2 separate regions of the Sus scrofa genome follow, and region 2 is linked to region 1. A link is a contact called in public Hi-C data. All regions are on one chromosome and are shown on one strand. Each heading gives the region's core, a stretch centred on a gene start, on an enhancer-like site or on the middle of the called end of the contact. The rest is flanking DNA. Distances are from core to core; before and after follow the strand shown.

Region 1 (5,891 bases), core at 1,323-3,822:
CTGTGCAGTGGGTTAAAGGTTCTGGCATTGCTGTAGTGGTATAGGTAGCAGTTGTGGCTCGGATTCAATCCCTGGCCCGGGAACTTCCATGTGCCGTGGGAGCAGGCGTAAAATTAAAAACAAAAACTTTTTCAAGAGGCACATTTGGTACCTAGATTCCATCTGTGATCCATCCAGGGATTCCAAGCCGGCCCATGACTGTCCAGGCTCATGCCTGTCCCACCACAACCCCCCCAAAGCAGGATGTAGAAATACTTTCTGGAGGCATATCTGACAGAGGTCGGATCATCCAAACACTGGTCTCCACATGGGCTGCAGGTGGGCATGGCATGTCCTTGCAGCCTCCATACACCTTAAAGGGATCCACACAAGCTGTGTCACCTGGAGGGCAAGTCACTTCCTTTCAACCCTAAACCTCAAGTTTCATCCCAGGGTCTCCTTCCTCTGTAAGACTCCAGAACACACCAGAACTAGGTTCTCTGTCTCTCTCCTGGGAGGCCCGCAGCTCCAGGCCACCTGTCCAAGGCCCCACTTTGGGATCTGTCTCTAATTCTACTTCCTAGATCCCTTGCCCAAGAGTCCCAGGGCAGAATCTGGGAGTCCTCAGGGTATGTCTGGCCTTCTGGGACCAGGACAAGGCAGCACAAACCTGCCTTTGGTAGCTACTCAAAACAGCTGTGTCACAGTGGACGGAGGAATGAGGCAGGAGTGGAAGACGGAGTGGTGAGTGAGGTGGGGTGTGAACAGTGGAGGTTCTGGTGTCTTAGAGCTAACAAGTGGCCTCCATGCAAGGCCTCGGGTCAAGGGTCAGCTAGAGTTTGCTGACCTTTCTGAGTAATAGATTCCATTGCCCTCCCTCCCCCCCAAAAAAAACCCTCACACTCAGTTAGACCTTGACCCGAGTCTTGGTAGTGGCATTTTAATGGCTTGTGGTGGTGGTGGCGGTGGCATCAGCAAAAGGGGGAGAGTTTGCCCTACCCCTGGAGGAAGGAACTTAGGCTCAGAAGGGGGCATCTGGCCCCCAGTGGGTCTAGCAGTCTTCTTCCCATTGGACGGAGGCCAAGAAGGTTCGGATTTCCATGGGCTGCAATGTGATGGTGGCAGACACCAGCCGGGAGGGAGGAGGATGGGGTGTGGGGCCTGGGGAGATAGAAGGGAGAAGGAGTGAGAGGCACAGTCTTTCATCCCCATGCCACCCCTCACCACCCCTGTGCTCCCTCCTCTGGGTCTGAACACAGACATACCACCTTAAATCTGTTCCCAGGGCCTCACTCCAAGACCCTTCAACTGCTGCCCAGAGCCTAGATATCATGCCCAGATCCCCAGATCCCTCCCCAGTGCCTGGCCACCATCTTCACACCCACAGGTCCCACCCCAAGGACCTTTAAGCCAACCCCTGCCCCCAGAACTACACACCTACAGGGACTCTCAAATCCTGTACCTGTGACTGAACTCCATCCTCAAACCGTTAAAGACCCACCACTAGTTTGCCACACCCACCTCAGACCCTTAAACCCCTAACCTGAATCTGAACACTGACTCAGACCCAACCATTCCCACACCTCCTAGTTCCCCAGTTCCGGGCAGGACCCCACCCGTGTTTGCTGTCCACTTGAGCCTGGAGGAGTGGGCCTGGAGCTGGTTGGCCGCCAGCGTGGTCTCCCGCAGGGAGGTGATGGTGAAAGTGGAAAACAGATTCTGTGGGCAATGAATGGGCTAGTCTGAGCTGGGATAAAGCAGAGCATCCCCTCTCTCCTGCCTCCTTCCCATCTCTGCCCTCCTCACCGTCAAGTCGAAGGTCACCGGGGAGCTCAGGTTGCGGCCCGCGTCCTCCCCTACGGCAAACTGGTGCTCAAAGCGCAGCAGCAGCGTCTCTGGGCCCCAGTGGGCCAATGTGAGTAGATGTACCGAGAGAGGCAGTTCTCTGCGCAGCCCAGAGAACTGCAGGGAAGAGGGGGCGGGGCTGAGCAGGGAGGGCAGGACTACGCGGTGGTTAGAGGCGGAGATCCGGCTCGGAGGGGTGGGCCTTGGCTGCGGTCGGGGCGGGGTTTATGGAGGAGCAGCGGGGCTCAGCCAGGACTGAGCCAATGAAGGGAACTGAACTGATCCCGCCCAGACCAGACTGAGTTAGTGCGGGGGACCAAGTGTGTAGAAACTTGGCTGGTGGAGGAGGTCGGGCGGGCCGAGGCCAGAGAAGCTGAGTAGGCAAGAGGGCGGGGCTGAGACTGCCCAGGTGACTGGGCTGAGCTAAGGGACCAGCTTACGGCCATCCCCCAGACGGGTTGGCCTCCCCCGGACGGGTTGGCCTCCCCCGGGACGGGTTGCGGGAGGGCGAAATGGGTCCCGGTTAAGCCTAGCAAGACCCGCCCTCAATTTCGGCCCTCCCCGGCAGGCTTCCTTCCGGTCGTCTTTCTGCAGGCCCCACTATCCCTCACCTGCGTGCGTGGGGCGACCTTGAGGCAGTAGGGGACACCGCCACCCCGGGCCAGCACCACCTGCGGGGCTAGGACCTCCTTCTCCGCCTGCAACCGGTGCCCGGAGGCTGCGGTCCGGGCTTTGTCCAGCAGCACGAGGTGGCGCCCTCGCACCCACAGCCCCGACCCCTCCTCCAGCAGCGGCTCCCCTACTCCACGTGCATCGTCTACCAGCAGCCTTCGGTGGACCTGCGGGGAGAGTGGCAGAGAGAATGAAGGTCCCTCCAGCCAATTTCTACACCAGAAATTGGGTAAAAGCATGTGGGAATCTCACGAAAAACTGAAGATTGGGTGGCAACAGATGAATAGATGAGGATGAAGATCTGATAGGGGGTCCGCAGTAGGAGTGGGGATCTGACCTAACAAGGACTGAGAGAGGGGAAGATTTAACGGGGCAAGGATAGGGCAAGTCAGGGCCTGAAGGGGAGGCTTGGATAGGGATTGGAGAAAAGCACGGAGGAAACGTCTCACATGGGAATGGAGGTCTCAGTTTAGTGAGGACCACACTGGGAATGGTGCTCCTAGCAACAGAAACTGGCTTCAAGGTCCTGCAAGGGGCCAGGGAAGGAACTGGTAGGAGGACCCTGACTTAGATGGGGCTTGGATCACTCACCATGAGCTCTATGGAGCCGTCACCCAGGCTACTGCCCCCCTGGGAGCGGTCAGTCAGCACAGTCAGCTGCGTCTTCCCATCCTGGGGATCGAGAAGTGAGTGAGGGGCCGTACTGCCAAACAGCATTGGCCCCTAGGCAGGCCCCACAGGGATGGTGGAGATTGCTGAGGTGTTAAGGATGAAAGGTGGGAGTTACCACTGTGGTGCAGTGGGATCAGGGGGGGCCTTGCGAGCACTGGGACACAGGTTCAATACCGCGCCCAGCTCAGGGGCTTAAGGATCTGGCATTGTGGCAGCTGTGGCTTAGGTCTCAGCTGCCACTCAGATCTGATCGCTGGGCTGGGGAACTCCATATGCCAGGGGGCAGCCAAAAGAGAAAAAAAAAAGAATGAGAGGTGACCACCCCACTCTAAAGGGATGTGAGGAAGAAGTGGGGAGCAGGCAGGGGATGGATACCGTGATGTATATGCGGCTGTTGACTGGATAGTAGTTTCCCGCCACTGGCTCAGTCTGGTTGAGCTTCCACGTGGGTCGATAATCCCGCCTGGGGTGAGGTGGGGTTTGATCAGGCCCAAGATCTGGCTCTCCTTCCCCTACTCACTCATTCCTCACTAACTCTTCATCCTCTACCTCCCACACTCATGAGGATCAGCAGATGCCCCCAACAGCCCTGGGCCCCAACACACCACAAGACCACCCATTGGTGCCCCTAGTTCACCCCACCTCCTCTCCAGGATCTCCCGGCCATTGCTGTCTGTGTAGAAGAGTCCATCTGTCTCCAGAGTAGTGTCAAAGCGACTAATGATCTCCTTCCCCCAGCTGTCACTATACCAGATGGAATGACAAGGTTGTGAGCCTGACCTTAATGCCACTCTGCCCTGCTCCCAGCCTGCACCACTCACCCTGTAGGTATGGGCCCCACCGTCCACTCTAGCTCCAGGTACCGCTGTCCTGGATATAGGCGAACCACCTGGGAACACCAGGCTGAGAAGTTCTGGTGCACTTCCTGCACCAAGTCTGTCTGCAGGCACATGGGGGCGAAGGGCAGGTGTAAGCGTGCACCTGGGCAGAAGTAAGTCCTGCAAATGCCCACCCTCACCGTGAAGCTCATTAAAGCCTACATCAGCCTACATCCCACTAATAGCTTGGGAGCCCCACTCACCTTCCCCACCTGCCTAGGTGTGATGCACACACTTCACCCCTCAGTAATAGCCATGTAATTTCTGAGTCTGACATACAGGCTGGCTGCTCACCAGTACCCTAGCTCCCTTCTTTGGAACAGGATTCTACCTTGGCACATGGCTACCTGGAATAGACTGTATTGTCCAATCTTCCCTGAGATTTTCAGTAGCTGTGTGATCATGTTTGCTCAACAGAAATTGATCAAAGTGGTGTGAAGCATGTTCCTTGCCCTCTCCCTCTCCCACTGGCTCAAATGCAAATGTGTAAAATCTTGACACCCGCAGCAGATGTGAATGCCTTTCTGTGTGCTACACAGTGTGACTGTCACACAACCAGCCAGGACTACCAGCCCTGTGGGAGGATCCCAAGTATTCCTCTCAGGTCTTAGCCTTCTCACCTTTTAGAGATGTAATCCTCCCCCACCCCCACTCTACATCCCCCCACATGTCCCGTCCCCAAGGGCCCACTCATTAGTCTTGGCCCCTGACCTTCACAAGGTGGGTTTTAGCCCAGTGGCTGACAAGCAGTGGTTCCTGTCGTTCGGGTCTGAAGATGTAGGCACCTGAGGCCTGCGAGCTTAAGTTGTTGCCCATACTGGCATTGTACCTGGGGCCAGGGCAGGTGAGAGTCAGGTAAGGGACCCCAGCTGCTTCTCATGCCCACTCCCTGGCCTGGTGGCTCTTCCTTACCAGTAGAAGGCTTGGCGAACAGGCAGCAGGAGGTTCTCATCCAGGTTCTCAATCTCCATTAAGAGCCCTGTGTCAGGATTAAACCTAGCCCGGATGTGCTGGGCAGAAGAGGGTGGACAAACATTAATGACCATCACTTCAATCAATGGCAGCTGCATCCTTTTAGGGGCTCAAAAGAAGGCCCTAGAGTCACCCACCCTTCTCTCCTGTCTCTCTCTCTCCCTCTCCTACCCCCCACCACTCTCCTCACCCCTACCACTCTCCTCACCCCTGACTCTTTTAGCACATCCTAACAGCTCCCCTTTCTACCTTATCCTCAATCAGACCATGTCTTACCACCTCCATGGTCTTCCCAGACTAGTACAGCCAACCCCTTCCCAGTCCTCTGCCTTCCATGCTTGCTGCTCGCTCTCTAGTCTTTTCCCCCAACAACAGCTGAAAGCCCCTGTAACACCAGAGGGGAGATCAGAGCCCACCTGTTTGGGACCCGGGCTGTTTGTGCAACTGACAGAGGAACCACAGTGCCAGGACCCACAAGATCTTAGGGCCCATGGCAGTATATAAATCTCAATCCTTTTAGGATTGGTGAGTGAAATAAAAATGAATATATTATAAAAAGTCTGCCTAGTTAATATTCATATTTATACCTTTACCACCATGAAATATAATTTTTTAATTTTTTTTATGGAAAGGATCCACAGGAGTTCCTGCCACGATGCAGTGGATTAAGAATCTGACTGCAGGAGTTCCCGTCATGGCGCAGTGGTTAACGAATCCGACTAGGAACCATGAGGTTGCGGGTTCGGTCCCTGCCCTTGCTCAGTGGGTTAACGATCCGGCGTTGCCGTGAGCTGTGGTGTAGGTTGCAGACGCGGCTCGGATCCCGCGTTACTGTGGCTCTGGCGTAGGCCGGTGGCTACAGCTCCGATTCAA
Region 2 (5,891 bases), core at 1,812-4,311, 240 kb before region 1:
ACACAAACCTAGAGAGAGACAAAATCAGGATCCTTCTTCCAGTAAATACTTCTTGCTCAGAAAATATGCTCTTGCTGCTAATTTTTCAATGTTCATCATATGTCAGGCAGTGTGCACTGAAAGTTACTGACTTAGCAGAAATATTCAAGGCACTCTAGGTTCTGGATGTTGAGGCATGAAAGAAAAATTCTTGCGCCCTTGGTACCTGTATTTTTGTGGGGAAAGAGATGATTAGATCAAAACCTTGGATTTCTAAATAGAAAATAAGGGCATTGATGGAAAGGAAACCATGACAGGTGAGATAACAGAGAAGGTGGCAGGGTTGTATATCTTTTTTACAAAGTGTAGTGGCCTCAGTGAGCATGGATGTTACCATCAATCATTATTTTTTCACCATCTAATATATTGTAAACACTCTTTGAGGAACTGCTCAGGGGTGGATGTAAACAGGACTGAAAGTTCTGCATTCCTGGGATTAACAGCAGTGTTTCCCCATAAATATTGTTCATCTTCATTTTAGTCATGATTAAAAGTTCCAGTGCATGTGCTATTATTTGATCAGGAGTTTGGACATAAACATCTTTTTTTTTTTTTTTTCAGCTATATCCGAGGCATATGGAAGCTCTCAGTCCAGGGATCGAAGCCAAGCTGCATCTGCAAACTACACCACAGCTGCAGCAATGCCAGATCCTTAACCCACTATGCCAGAGCAGGAACTCCTGGACAGGAGGATCTGGGATGTGTTTCCCATTGCTTTGGGCCATGGATTTTTGTGGTCTTTATGTTTCTGTTTAACATTGTTTGAAGGGAACTGAAATTGCTTTTTGATTTGGCATTATCATTTTGTTGCTATTCAGACTGAAGGACCCAATTTGTGCCTGTGAAATCTTCATGTTCCTCCAAGTTTGAGGAAGGGTTCTGGCCATCTGCACAGCTGTAGCTCATTAGGGTTCTCTATGAATAGAGTGATAATCTGTACAAGTTTAATATGATTTCCCTGTTGAAATACCAAAAATAGGAGTTCCCACTGTGTCATAACAGGATCGATGGTGTCTCTGCAGCCCCAGGATGCAGGTTCGATCCAGGCACCATAGGTTAAAGTCTCTGGAGTTGCTGCAGCTTTGGTGTAGGTGGCAGTTGAGGCTTGGATCTTCATATGCTTTGTGGGATGGCCAAAAAGGAAGAGAAGAAGGGAGACCAAAAATATCTATGGACGTTCAAGGAATAATTTAGGTGACTCTAAACAGAGGGTATCATTTTGAGTAATATCTGCATGTAGTGGCAAAGTAGGAAATTTTCTGTGCCTTGTTATAAGAGGAGTAACTGGGAGCTTTATGCACAAAAATTTCAAAGCTCACTTTTTCTGTTTTCAGAGATCGTTTCCATGTTCACACTTTCAGATTTTATGGAAGATAAGGTAAAAGGTGACAGTTTTTGTTTAATTAAACAGCAATGGAAGTCCAAACTTGCTCCGTTTTGTTCCAGCAGTAATTTATGCTTTCTTAGCAGTTTGACATGTGATTTTATAATTATTAGTATCTCATTTGATCTCTTGTCTCCATTTTTGCTCCCATAATGCAAATGAAGAAAGTTAAGCATGGGGTCTTATGTCAGTTCACATAACTCAAAACAGTGGAATCTCTATGTCAAAGGCATAATCAGTGCCGCTTTTCTGGGCGATGTCAAAAATTGCAAACTCAGAACACTACCAGGTATGCATAATTATGTACTTTTACAAATGTGGAATCAAACTTTCCAACAATTCGTAAGACAACATGATATTCCACACATGACACTGTGAAATGGGCAAAATTATAAGAACTAAAAACAGATCAGTGGTTAAGGGTAGGGAGGGTTCTCTACAACCAGGCACCACCAGAGTGTTCCTTTGGGGTGATGAAGTATCTTCTAACTTGGTAGTAGTATAACTATACATCTGTAAAACTCACAGCTACACTCAAAATCGTATGTGCACATTCTAAAAACTAATAGAAAACAACGTAAATGCTTTCACATGCTAGGAGAGTGTTAAACACTCCTGAAACTTGAATTTTACATGTGTAACACTTCTTTCTACCTCCTGGAGTCCTTCATAGGAAGAAAAGGGAAGGAGTAGAAAGAAAGAAGGTCATGGATCACAACAGGACTTTTCTTGGTACCAAGTCTGACTTAGGACACACCCTCCAAAGTTACACCCCCTCTCGCTGTCATTCACATAACTGGTAAGAAAGTGATAGAGTTCTCCGGGTCTATCTTTGAGTGGACTCCAGGTTTCTTGGGTCAGATGTGGCAATGCTGTGCCCTGACACAAAGGTGCGTGTTCAGATCTCCCCAAGTAGGATATGACTTGAGTGCGTCCTAATCTAATCCTTGAGCATCAATGTTACGAATTCCCAGAGCAGGTCTTGAGACCATTTCTAGCTTCTACATTTCCCATCTCTAGCATACTCTGTACCTGCTTACTGGGAAATATTTGTGCAACACTATCCCACTCTAGACATTTTCTGTTGGAATCCCAAGTGACTGTGAGATGAAGCAGTGGCGGAACACAGAAACGCTGTGAGGCTCAGGTCCCTCGGACACACAATTCCTCGCTGTCAGACAAACATCACCTCTACCAACAAGTACAGTTTTACAATAGCTTCAAAACTACCAATAATGTTGAAAAGAGATGCCCTGCCTTGTCCTAGCTCCAGTAACTGTCACTCAAACAGACACCACTATCACCACATCACCCTCCCTTAGTTTCCTGGCGCAGTCCAGAGTTTTTGGCAGCGCATGCGCTGAACACGTCCTGCTCCCTCCCCCCCAGGATCGGCCTCCACAAAGCTGTTGCACTGAGCCCGGTGACTGCTCTTTTTCTGGTACAGGAAAATCTCTGCGGATCTCCAGCACCGTTGTCTGTGGGAAATGGCGAACTCAGCCAGACCCTCTTCAGGCTGGCGCCCCCTTTGCTTCACAAAACTCTAGTATTCAACGTGGTACGGTCTCCAGATGAAAGGCGCCTAACGGGATTTTCGCCTTCCCTGAAGTGCGCAGGCGCAGGAGGGGGCGGGGGCTCAGTTGGAGGACCAGCTCCCAGTTTCGCAGGGGAAGAGGCGGAAAGGGGCAGAGCCACGTACCCACCTGTTCCTGCCACAGCTTTCAGTGCTTTCCAGAGCCCCTAAAGTGATCTCTTTGTGTCTAGGAGACCAGGGATCTGAGGTGTCGAGGCCGCTGCTCCCCGATCAAGTAGGGACAGCGATCCAGGCCCGGGAGAGGCGGGGGGGGAGGGGGCGGACCTCTGTGTGCCGGTGAGACCTGGGGGGTGATGGATACTGTCCGGAGGAGACAGCCCAGAGGGTATGGAGGCCAAGGGAGAATGCAGAAACCTTTGTTGCCCTCACTGAACCTCCAGTAGGAAAGCAAAGTGAGGAAGGGGTCATATCGTGAGGGGTGAGTTTCTGGAAGCAATTGGAACAACGTGAGTGGCTGGAACGCAACTCCAGTCATTGCGGACCCCGAGACACCTCTTCAGGCTCCTGGGAAGTTTTTTCTTTTCTTTTCTTTTCTTTTCTTTCCTTCCTTCCTTCCTTCCTTCCTTCCTTCTTCTTCCTTTCTTTCTTTCTTTCCTTCCTTCTTTCTTTCCTTCTTTCTTTCTTTCTGTCTGTCTGTCTGTCTGTCTTTTCAGGGCTTCACCTGTAGCGTGTGGAAGTTCCCAGGCTAGGAGTCGAATAGGAGCTGCAGCTACCAGCCTATGCCACAGCAACAGCGCGATCCTAGCCGCGTCTGCAACCTACAGTGCAGCTCTCTGGCAACGCCACATCCTTAACCCGCTGAGCGAGGCCAGGGATTGGATGGATACTCATGGATACTAGTCACGTTGGTTAATCACTGAGCCACGAAGGGAACTCCCTGAGAAGTTTTTCTTAAGAGAAGATCCTAGTGTACTCTGTCAGCCCAGAAAGTCTGAAGTCCTTTTGCCATTAGGAGAGTCGGTTTGGGGGCCTCCGTGACTCCCATGTGTCACAGGGGATGGAGCTGAAAACAGTTCACTCTGTTAAGATCAGGTGGAGTGGGCCTGTGATGAAGTTTGTGTAAAACCAGGGTGTGTGTGTGCCTTTTCCAGCAATGACACTGCCATCCATAGTCTCCCATTTTATGTAATTATTGTAGAGATGTGCTTTTTATACTGTAGGGTGTCAGGAAGTGTGAAGCCTCTTCCCCATTAGGAGGAGCCCAAACACCCTTTTTGGGGAATAGATGGGGAACCAGAAGACACCCCTCTACCATAGGGGATGGGAGTAAGAACCATTCACTGTGTGAAGCTCTGGGCCTATGATGAAGTTTCTGTAAAACCTCCATGTGAGTGTGTATGTCTGTTTGACTCCTTGTGAGCCCTGCCATTCAATTAGTATCTATCTCCTTTGGTGACAGGCCTTCTGGTAGGTGTTGTGGTGAACAAAGCCAAGGAAATATCCCTGCGTGCTTAAAAGCTGACATTCTAGGAGAGAAGAAAGGAGAAATCTAAGTAAAATTATACCACATGTCTGATGGTGATTAGTCCTAAACTGAGGGGAGTACAGAAGCCTTGGGATCTTTGGGAATATCCTTGTGTTTGAGCCATTAATTCTCAGAGTTTTGTGTCTGTGTCTGCATGTGTCGTATATGTGCTGTGAAAACATCTGTGTGCTTTTGTGTCTGCCTGAGGAGTTAAATGTATATACCCTTGAAATGTTCTTACCCAGTTTTCCTGGTAGCACCTTCTTTACAGTGATAAATAGAACTGATTAGAGCAGACATCTGTGTCTTGTTTCTGATCTTAGAGAGAAAGCCTTCAGACTCACCATCAAGCATATTGTTAGCTCTGGGTTTTTATTGATGCATTATTTCAAGTTGAGTAACTTCCCTTCTTGTCACAGTTTATTGAGAGTTTTCCTTGTCAAGTGGTGTTGAAATTTGTTGATAGCTTTTTTTTTCTTCTCTTTTTGGGCTGCACCCATGGCATATGGAAGTTCTCAGGCTAGGGGTTGAATTGGAGCTGTGGCCGCTGGCCTATGCCTCAGCCACAGCAATGTCAGATCTGAGCCGCCTCTGCAACCTATGCTACTGCCCTCGGCAATGCAGGATCTTTAACCCTCTGAGCAAGGGCAGGGATTGAATCTGCATCCTCATGGATGCTAGTCAGATTTGTTTCCACTGAGCCATGATGGGAACTCCTTGTCAATAGCTTTTTTTTATGTATACTGAGATGATCCTTTAGATTTTGATGTTCATTATGTTGAATCATTTTCAGATGTAAAACCAACGTGTTTTCCTGAGTTAAATCCCACTTGGTCATGGTGTATAGGTCATTTTATGTATTGCTGAGTTAAGTTTGCTGGTGTTTTATTGATGCTTTTGCTGTTTATAAAAATAGGTTTTCATGTACTGTATTATTATATAGTATCAAATTTGTTTCAAATTTATTAATATTGCATATAGTATGTGTTTGCCTGCATATGTATATATAAAATATGTAGAATATGGTGTATATAAAGTGTATGTAGTGTATAACCTGTACATAGTATATGTAGTATATAGTATAGAATTATACATAACTAGTATATATCATATATAAGTAGAATATATTATATATAGTTATCATATTTGTAATTATAGCATATTGTATTATACTTTTACAAAATAGCACAGTTGAACCTTGAACAACATGAATTTGAACTGGAAGGGTCCACTTACATGAAGATTTTTTTTCAACATGTATTCAGCCAGTCCTCTCTATACCTGTGTTTAGCATCCAGGAGTTCAAGCAACCTCAGACTGAAATTTTTTTTTTCCCTTTCTTTCTGTCTCTGTGTCTGTCTGTCTCATCTGTAGCATATGGAAGGAAGTTCCCAAATTAGGGGCTGAAT

Evidence for each region. Hi-C and Micro-C count contacts between places; a contact is called where the count stands out from the background.
Region 2: a Hi-C map of skeletal muscle shows a contact between it and region 1, with 6 times the contacts expected there. The contact joins two enhancer-like sites. A contact is called at or near these places in 2 of 47 Hi-C or Micro-C datasets (liver and skeletal muscle) and 1 of 2 datasets of contacts at active chromatin or transcription factors (alveolar macrophages).

What each region holds. Positions count from the first base shown.
Region 1 is chr2:66,342,047-66,347,937 of Sscrofa11.1, reverse strand. MAN2B1 (lysosomal alpha-mannosidase) reads right to left here. Exons shown (of 24, transcript XM_003123314.4): 15 at 4,959-5,056; 16 at 4,758-4,875; 17 at 3,990-4,108; 18 at 3,811-3,912; 19 at 3,544-3,631; 20 at 3,088-3,168; 21 at 2,436-2,663; 22 at 1,786-1,941; 23 at 1,596-1,698; 24 at 890-1,140. The coding sequence ends at 1,031. Among named protein-coding and RNA genes, the nearest start is that of MAN2B1, 16 kb to the right of the region's middle. Within about 2 kb of position 2,572, at least 50 of the 83 cell types and tissues checked have an H3K27ac peak or open chromatin away from gene starts, as enhancers often do. A contact at or near this core is called in liver and skeletal muscle, where this site is marked.
Region 2 is chr2:66,582,206-66,588,096 of Sscrofa11.1, reverse strand. No RefSeq gene overlaps it. Among named protein-coding and RNA genes, the nearest start is that of MAN2B1, 260 kb to the right of the region's middle. Within about 2 kb of position 3,061, at least 54 of the 83 cell types and tissues checked have an H3K27ac peak or open chromatin away from gene starts, as enhancers often do. A contact at or near this core is called in liver and skeletal muscle, where this site is marked.